Linked DNA regions of Rattus norvegicus: region 2 is linked to region 1. A link is a contact called in public Hi-C data. All regions are on one chromosome and are shown on one strand. The core of a region is the stretch at or near the end of the contact, and the rest is flanking DNA. Distances in the headings are between cores, read along the strand shown.

Region 1 (4,273 bases), core at 1,436-3,935:
TTCTGCCTTGCCTCTCTCCTCTTCTGGGAGGGTGGGACAGAAGTCGGAAGGTACTAACCCTTTAAAGACTGCTTTATTCTTTCTGGTGACTAATTCCCACCCTGAAACTACCTACAGGTGGCAAACTCTTAGTCATTACCATACAAGAATATATTTTCATTTTGGAGATTCCAGTAATTTTAAGAGTTGTATGCAGAGAATGGGAACAAAAATCCTGAACACACAGGTCACTGTCCCACACTGCCAATACAGATCGGCTAATGTATAAAAGCGGTCATCGTATACAAAGTGCTAAGTACAGTGGCTATTACTGTTGTTCTAAGTTTTAGCATTCTATCTTTTAGCTATCACGAGTATGTTAAGTCACATCTAATTCTGACTTTTATCCCTTTCCAGAATCCACCTGGTCTCCTCCACTGCTTGTCTGACACTGAAAGCTGCACACAAAGTGACCCTTCCAATCGGACCATAAAGTTGGGCCACCTTAACCCCTGGAACTGGTGTCAGGTAAGCAATTTGCTGCTGAATGCATGTCATGCCCAAACTCCCACAGTGAACGAATGGCAAGTGCTTTGTTTTCACCGTTGGCAATGAAACCTTGCATGCCTTCCGTTGGGATGCAGCCACCCAGGGCTTAATTTTCCAGACTCCACGCCATGCAGCTGCCCATCCCCCAAACTCCATTCCCATAATGTGGTTTACTGAGCCTGTCATCTTTCCTTTCAGGAAAGCCTAAAAGGTTGTGCATTTAATTCGACATGAGGTTTTAATCAAATGCTTACTTGGCTAATGACAGCTGGAAAATTCAGCCCCAGAAGCCAGCATGTGGCTGTCTTTCTGGGAAGGAGATTCAAGAATCCCTGGTTTCCCTCACCCCTGGCATATAGTATATAAAGAGCTGGGAGCTCCCCCTCCACCTCCTGTCAAGAGCCCTAACTCTGAACATCATTAAGTCCTAGGTACAGCACCAAAACCTGGGCTTTCCACTCTCCTCTACTCAGCCCATTTATCCAAGGCTCAGGTTTTGAGAGTACAGATCCTTGCTGCCACTGTGCTGAAGAACCACAGTGAGGGTGAAAATAGACTCCTAGAGATCCAACTAAACAGGGCAAACCATAGCAGGGCTGCAAGCCTCACTTTAGAGAGTGGTTCAGGAGTAGTTTGGTCCAGACACCCATTCTCACCCAATTAGCGCACAGCCAACAGAACATTAATCACAACTTTATCCTCCAAAAGTTAAGAAACCTAAAAACAACCTTTGACAAGATTTCCACTTAAGAATTCTCCCAGAATTCCATTTCTCTCAGAGACGTGGTACACTTCACAGCTTGCGCCTAAGAAATCCCATTCCTGGGGTGGCCCACCCAGCCTGTTTTCCTCACCCACACCCCCTCGTGCTTACCATTGGCGTTCTTGCCGCAGATGAGATGCTCATAGGGTTGCAGGACTCCCCAGAGCTCGGCATCGTTGTTGATGACCATCTCCAAGGCCTCAGCGGATACCTCTCCGCCTCCTGCCCCTCCGCCATCAGGGCTCTGACTCGCCAGGACCCTAGCCCGGATCTCCTCCACCAAGTTCTCCATGCAAGCCGTAAGCGAGATGGCCGCATACTCATGGATGCGCACGGAGATGCGAGTGTCCACCATCCAACGGAAGAAACGGCCCACGGAGAAAGTGAGGCCGCAGCGTGCCGACTTGCCGCGGCGCAGCCCATCGCCAGCGCTCATGCTATAGAGGGACAACGCCTTGACCGCTGCCAGCGCGCAGCTCTCGGCCAGCGCCCAGCTGTGCACCAGGCGCACCGCACTCTGCACCTCGAAGCGGGTACACTTGGCGTGCAGCACGCTTAGGCGCTGCGCCTCCCGGGCCACGCGGATGAGCGCCCGGCGGAGGAGTCCGGCCAAGCGCCTCACAGCCTCGGCGGAGAATGAGGGCAGCCTCCGGCCGCCGACGCTTTTGCGGAGCACCCGAGCCACGTCTCCCTCGGTCCAAGGGAACTCCTCTAGCTCCGGGAGCCGCGGGCAGCGCGAGAAGAGGTCGGCCACTTCGGGATCCTCGGGCAGCACTGTGTTCACCGTGTCCCAGCTGTTGTGGCGGCTGTTCATGGAGCCGGAGTAGCACCACCAGGCCGCCCCGCGGTGCTGCGGCGCCGAAGAGTTGAGCGCCTGCGAGTTGGACTTGGAAGACGAAAGGCTGAGCGAGCGGCAGGAGTCGCCGGCCCCATACCCGGAGTCCAAGGTCAAGTCCTCCAGAGTCTTCAATGTGGAGCTGTACGTCCCGGCCATGGGGAGCCTCCGCGCGCGGCCTCGCCGAGCGAGGGGCTCTCACTGTTCCATGCCCACTTGCCCCGGGGAAGAGGACGGAAACCAGCTCTAGGCTCTCGGAGGCGCCCTCCCTGCTCGCCGCGCCGCGCCTCGGGGCCGCAGCATCGCCTGCGCACAGGCCGCGGGGAAGGTGGGCGAAGCTCTCAGCCGGCCAGAGCCCGACGCCGTCCGCGTCCAGCCGCGCCGCTGTCAGCGAGCAACCTCTCCGCGCTCCTCCTCTGAACTCCCGCCGCCAGCCTCAGCTTCCCTTACCGAGCGTCTAGAGCGTCCGTCACCACAGAGAAGGAATCCCGAGAGAATGGGGCGGTCACCGAAGAGCGAGGCGCCGGCTATCCGTCCCGGACCAGCCGGTGAGAAAGCGCTCCACAAACTTCTACTGGGCGCGGGTTACCGACACAGATAGGTCCACCCGAGCAGCCCGCATGCAAATACACCCGGGACCGTTCACCAATCATCAGCCACGCCGGGCAAAGGCTGTGCCAATGGTTTCCGAGAGGGGCGGGAAATATGCAAATCTTACTCGTCTTGGAGTTGGAGGTTGGGCGAAACCTCTTGGCTAGGAGGCTGAGGATGGGTTGTAGTGGGTGGGTTGGAGCTGAGGAGGGGAAAGAACAAGCGAGCGAGCTAGCAAGGAGGTGGGGCACAGAGACCCAGAAAGCAGGGGGAACCCAGAAAGCAGGCCCCAGCGCTGAGGACTATGTGCTGTCCCTTTCTCACCTTCTAAGCTTTAGACTTAGGCAGACAGCTCCTTGTGAAGCTGTGAGCAGCCAGCCCAGGAAAGTGGGAAGAGAAAACCGGGAGGAGACCCTACCCACCTTTCTAGTCGACTTTCTACCAAGCCCCTCCTCCTTCTCTTTTGAGAAACGGAAAGCTATTTATGCTTGGAGGGAGGGGAAGCACCTCTGCTTCTCTTCTCAAATCTGTCTGCTTTTGTTTATATTGCCTTTAGGCTCGGATCGGAACAGAATGTTTTAAACTGGGACCTGAAAATGGCCCGGCATCCAAAGGCCTGTGATCACACCCCTGTGTAGGTTCATACCTGTTTTCCAAGGATTACCTCGGAGGTGGGAGTTCTAATCTAAAGAATGCACGACTTCCCTATTACTGGTGTCCTGTCAGAAGGACCCTTTTTGTCCGAGGTGGAAAAGGAGTGCCTGAAGAGGAACCAGATGAAAAACGAGGACCTGCACTGAACGCCTCCTGCATGCAGGTGTTCCCTTTTAAGGACTTGCTGGAGTGACCTGCGGGTCGGCAGGTCTTCTGTCCCCTCGGGACTCGGTGCCCCCTGGGTACAGTGAATTGCTGCCTTTCAGCAGCGCCCAGGTGCACCCCAAGCGGCTCGCAAGAGAGCTACTGATTGCACAGATCCACGCCCAGCTCTCGCAGGACCAGCTGCTCCCCCATAACTATTCACACGCACGTGCACAAGCGTGCACCAGCCCCCTCCAGCAGAACTGCAAAATCAAAGCGCGGATTGTGCACAACGTTCGTCCCAAGTCCTCTTCGCCAGCTCCTGAATGGCTCCTTTGTGCTGTATTTTACAGTTCTGACCTTGGGCCGTGAGTTGGATACGAACTAAAAAAGTCTGGTTTGTCTCTTTCCTTAAATTAATGATCCCTTTCCCCGTAAAACGACTTTTTATTTGGCAGTTTTACTTAATTTTTCCTTTCCTGGAGTACATGAGACGTTGCCTCCTGATGGTTAGAATTGGAAACAGAGTCAAGGACGGAAGCACTGTGCATGGCATAAGCCATCAAATTAACAGAGTCACATTTTATAGAGGCGAAATTAGAAGTCAAATTAGAGGTTCAACTTCTCAGAAAACACGAAAAACCGTTTGATGGATTTAATACCCATTATGAGAAATATAATAAAGGAAATATCGTCCTCTAGTGGATATCTACAGGAAATAAAGTTTTTTTTCTTTGTTCATTTTCTTCAAAAATAAA
Region 2 (4,227 bases), core at 723-3,222, 410 kb before region 1:
GGGCTCAGATGTAATTTTAAATGTATTTTTAAAAGGGAACAAGCTACAGACACCGACTCTTTTTTTTAAAGGGTTGTTGTTTTTCCTGAGATTTTAAGGAAGCTGGTCTTTATGTCAACAAACCTAGCTCCTTTCTGAGCTGTGTGTCTTAACCTTCAAGACTGAAGAGTGATGTTTATATTCTCGTTGGATCGTGGGACTTCCTGTATTTTATGAGAACACGCTGGGTTTTTATGCTGCTGACTGAGGGTAAAGCCCAGGTAAATAAACACCACACAAGACTGAAATTGAAGGGGGGGAGGCGAGTAGGAAAACTTCAGCAGGAAAGCACAATTCTTTTAAAGCAGGAAAAGAAAAGGAGGAAAAAACCCCACCAAAACAAATGCGTCTTAAAAGCCCAAATGGACAAGTCATTAACCAGCTCCTTTGGTCTTGTGTTAACAAATCCCTTCAAAGGATTAGATGAGGACTTCAAAGGAATAAAAACTCAAAACCAGACAGCTAATGATTCTTAAAAGGGCATTTGTGTGGACATGAAAAAAAAAAACCCAACAAAAAACAAAACAAAAAAAACCCCCAACACCTTCATTCTTGGCTCCCCTTGTTAAATCTAGAGAATGGGCTAGGGTACAGGCTGTGGAATGGGGGTGTTCTTTGCAAACCAGCGCAAAGCTCAGAGCATAAGACAGTACATACTCATACAACTCTTGGTTCGCTGACCCCAAGCCCTTCTGAAAGTTTGATGAGATTCTGTTCCCTAGGAAAACACACTGGAACAAAAAAAAAAAAAAAAAAGAACCAACTTTCGAGGTTCACATGCCCACAATAGGAGACTCATGGGAGGGGTGAACATGCACCCGGAGGAACTCCGGATTAGCAATTCTAGAAGTCTCTGGAGGCCAGAACCAGTCCCCAGATGGACAGGCGGACCTCATCGACTATCTGCTCTACTCCGGGCCTGGCAGTAGACTGTCAGAGACACCAGGGACGTTCTGGTTGGGATGCCCCTCTTTCCAAAGCCAAATAGACAAAAAGGAAGGGAATCTGGAGAGGGTGGGACGAAAGGGGAGAAGGCAGAATCTCGTCCTCCACTTTCCCTGCCCTGCACCTGTGCCTCGGAGCTCCGGGTGCCTGCTCCTGGGCAAACTTTCTGGCCCTTGTGAAGGTTTGGGGAGCTTTCTAGATAGCCCGGAGCGGTCCGCGGGGTTGATCCCAGTTTACAGCTTCCTCCAGTTCCGCCCAGCCCCTCTCGGTGTCTCCAGAGTCACCCGCGAGGAAAGAGAACCCCTGCGACACCGAGGGACCAAGGGCATGCTGCGGGCGCGCACCTGAAGTCAGCCCCTCGCGCCTTGCCTGGGACCCGGTGTGGGGTGCGGGGAGAGAAGCGCCACACTTACTCAGACGGGTCCAGGCTCTTCCTTTCGATGGCCGAGGACATTGGGGAGGGGGGAGGCGTGCCGGGCGGCGGGGGCGCTCCCTTTGTGGCGCGTGGCTGGCTAGCTGCCTGGACTCGGACCCCCTCGGGTGCTCGGGCGCCGCCGCTCCTGCGCCTCCTCTTGCTCGGTCGCTCGGCCGGCGAGCTCGCCCCTCCACGCTCAAGGACAGTCACCGCGCTCCCTTCAAACGCCAAAGAGAGAGAGCGAATCACCCAGCTGCCCCGCGCGCGGCGGCCGAGGCAGGGGGCCGGGGAGCAGCCCGGCCTCCCTCCGGCGGCTGCGACAGCTGCCGCTGCTCAAGACTTAACCTTCCATCCCGGTCCCGCTGCCGTCACCACAGCCGCCGCCGCCGCCGCCCGGTCCCGATCGCGCGCAGTCGCCGGCTCCGCCCGGCCGCCCCGAACCCCTCGCACCTTCGCTGGGGTCGGGGCGCCGAGGGCAGAGAGGGGGCGGCGGCCTGGGGGCGGGGAGCGGACCGCGCGGCTCTCCCGGGGCTCCCTCCTCTCTCGCGAAGGTCTATTTTCGCTCAGCTTCCCTCTGTCTCTGGTTTCATTTCCTTTTTCCTGATCACGATTCAAATACAATAGAAGGAAATCACATTTAAAGAGACAGCTGCCCGCCCCCTCCCCCTTTTTTTCTTCCTTTAAAAAAAAAAAAACGGGGCTCCTGGGGATTAGGAATCCAAACAGCAGCGGCGGCAGCAGCAGCAGCGGCGACGGCGGCAGCCCCGACTTGGCTTCTTAAAGGGACCCGTGGCAGAGACCGAGAGTCTTCCCTGAGCACCACTCCTGGGGCAAGAAGCCCGCTGCCACTAAACCGTCCTTTTCAGAGTTCCCCTTCTGCCCTTTCCCTTTGGTTTCAGGCTGAAAGTAACCACCTGGCGGTTCCAGCAGGAAAGAAATGCAAGCGTTGCTAGTGGCTGGCTAGCGAGCGCTCGTCTCGGGTTCGAGGTCCCAAGACCACGGTCGTGGTGCTCTACGAAGCCTGAGACAGTGCGGCTCTGCTGGCAGCAAGCTCGTAGCTGCGACTGCGCTCCAGAGAGGGGACGCAAGCTGTATGACCAGGGACCTCACGCGCTAGGTGCGCCTGAGCAGAGCTGGGGGCAGCTAATCCCGCAGGGAGGGTGGCTGGGAGGGACCACGTTGTCCGGGTCTCCTCTCCATCTGCTGGCGGCAGAATTCCCTCCCTCAGCATCTTTCAAAGAGCGAACTCCAGCGGTTAGGCTGGCCCTCTCTGCAAAGTATCAGCAATACTTGGACCGGAGGAAGTTCCTTGCCAATAATCAAGAACCTTACAGTTGTTACTTACTATTATTTTGCCCTATATAAAGCAAAGAAAAGGACAGGTTTCTCCTTCAGGCTTGAAGGCAAGTTCTAGAAGGACAAAGAAATGCAGAAGGGAAAGAAGAGGACTCTAGCTAGCTAGTTTTGCAGGGAGAAAAACCTAGGTTCTCCCGGGCCTCGAGTTCCTTGAAACTGAGTTCAGAAATGATCGTTCAAGTCCCGTTAGCTTATGATGAGGACAGTCTTCAGGTTTGTGAAGAGGAAAATTCCGAGTGCCTTCAGAATCCATCGTTAGTAAGAACAGCCTGGATCAAGGACGTAGGCATTTCAGTCCCATTTTAAAGACGGCTTTAATAGCCTGAAGATGATTGTTGAAGTCAGAACAGAAATCCTGGGTTCCTGGTACAGAGCAAAATCCTCACTGATTTCTCCTTAGCACTAACCTGAACCACACCCACAGATTCCTGTCATTTTCTTGCCTCCACGTCCTGAAATTTATACTGAAGGGGAATAATTAAAATCTGTGTCTGTGCGCATACCCTCGGGTTGGTCCAAAACCCACCTCCAGTATATAAAAAGACATTTTCCTATTTAAGTCCTTGTTCTTTAAATTAAGAAAACAAACATCTTTACAATGTCTACACAAGCCTAAATTATATGATAAATACATAACTTGTTATTCTGCTTTCATTTCTATCTGAAGTGAAAATAAACATTGTTTGTGGTAGCACAGGCCAGTAATCCCAGGAAGGGGCAGGAGCATTAGGAACTAATTCAAGGTCATCCTCCCCTACAAAGTTAGTTAAAGGCCAGTCCGGGCTACAGGAGCCAGTGTCTCAAAACCAAAACCAAAAGAAGAAAAGGAAACAGTGAAAACACACGGGTTGTGATTAGCAGTATGTCTATTTAATACTGATGTTCCAATGCTGAGCCACTAGAACCATACTTCCTGGGGTTGATTTAGGCTCTTAGCAGCTCATGTGACCAGGAAAACTACCCTCAAGGTACAGCGTGGAGAAAGTGGCTGAGGATTCTGCCTGTGCTGTGGCCTCCCTTTACCATCATGTGAACTGGGCCCAACAAGGAGAGTTTATCAGCATCCTTGTTAGTAAAATGGGAATAATGGGACTTACTAACTGGTATAAGTTGGTGTAAGGATTGGCTGAACTGTGCATCCAACATGTGGTACATGGATTTGTAATGAAATGAGAATATATATATATATATATATATATATATATATATATATAAAAAAAACCTAGCATGTGACCCATGGATCTGTAATGAAATGGATATATACAGAATATATATATATATATATGTGTGTGTGTGTGTGTGTGTGTGTGTGTATGTGTGTGTGTGTGTGTGTGTGTGTGTGTGTGTGTGTGTGTGTATGTGTATTCGATAGCATTGGGGTTAGTTACTAAAATAAATATCTCCCTGGACTCCAAGAGGTAACTTTGGAATGGCCAAGTCTAGGGCATAAAGATTCCTTTATGCTTTGATCT

The links. A called contact is a pair of places that touch in the nucleus more often than the background predicts.
Region 2: a Hi-C map of Schwann cells shows a contact between it and region 1, with 9 times the contacts expected there. The contact joins the promoter of Lmo2 here to the promoter of Abtb2 in region 1. A contact is called at or near these places in 4 of 12 Hi-C or Micro-C datasets (Schwann cells, frontal cortex, hepatocytes and 1 more).

Annotation. Positions count from the first base shown.
Region 1 is chr3:110,408,084-110,412,356 of GRCr8, reverse strand. Abtb2 (ankyrin repeat and BTB domain containing 2) reads right to left here and starts at 2,685. Exons shown (of 17, transcript NM_134403.2): 1 at 1,403-2,685. The coding sequence starts at 2,285. It overlaps LOC120101613 (a long non-coding RNA gene), which reads left to right and starts at 2,535. Exons shown (of 2, transcript XR_005502311.2): 1 at 2,535-2,674; 2 at 3,274-4,273. It overlaps LOC120101612 (a long non-coding RNA gene), which reads right to left and starts at 1,396. Exons shown (of 2, transcript XR_005502310.2): 1 at 1-1,396.
Region 2 is chr3:110,819,198-110,823,424 of GRCr8, reverse strand. It overlaps Lmo2 (LIM domain only 2), which reads right to left and starts at 1,972. Exons shown (of 4, transcript NM_001037358.2): 1 at 1,745-1,972; 2 at 1,398-1,617. The coding sequence starts at 1,751. It overlaps LOC102552075 (a long non-coding RNA gene), which reads left to right and starts at 2,277. Exons shown (of 3, transcript XR_005502316.2): 1 at 2,277-2,516.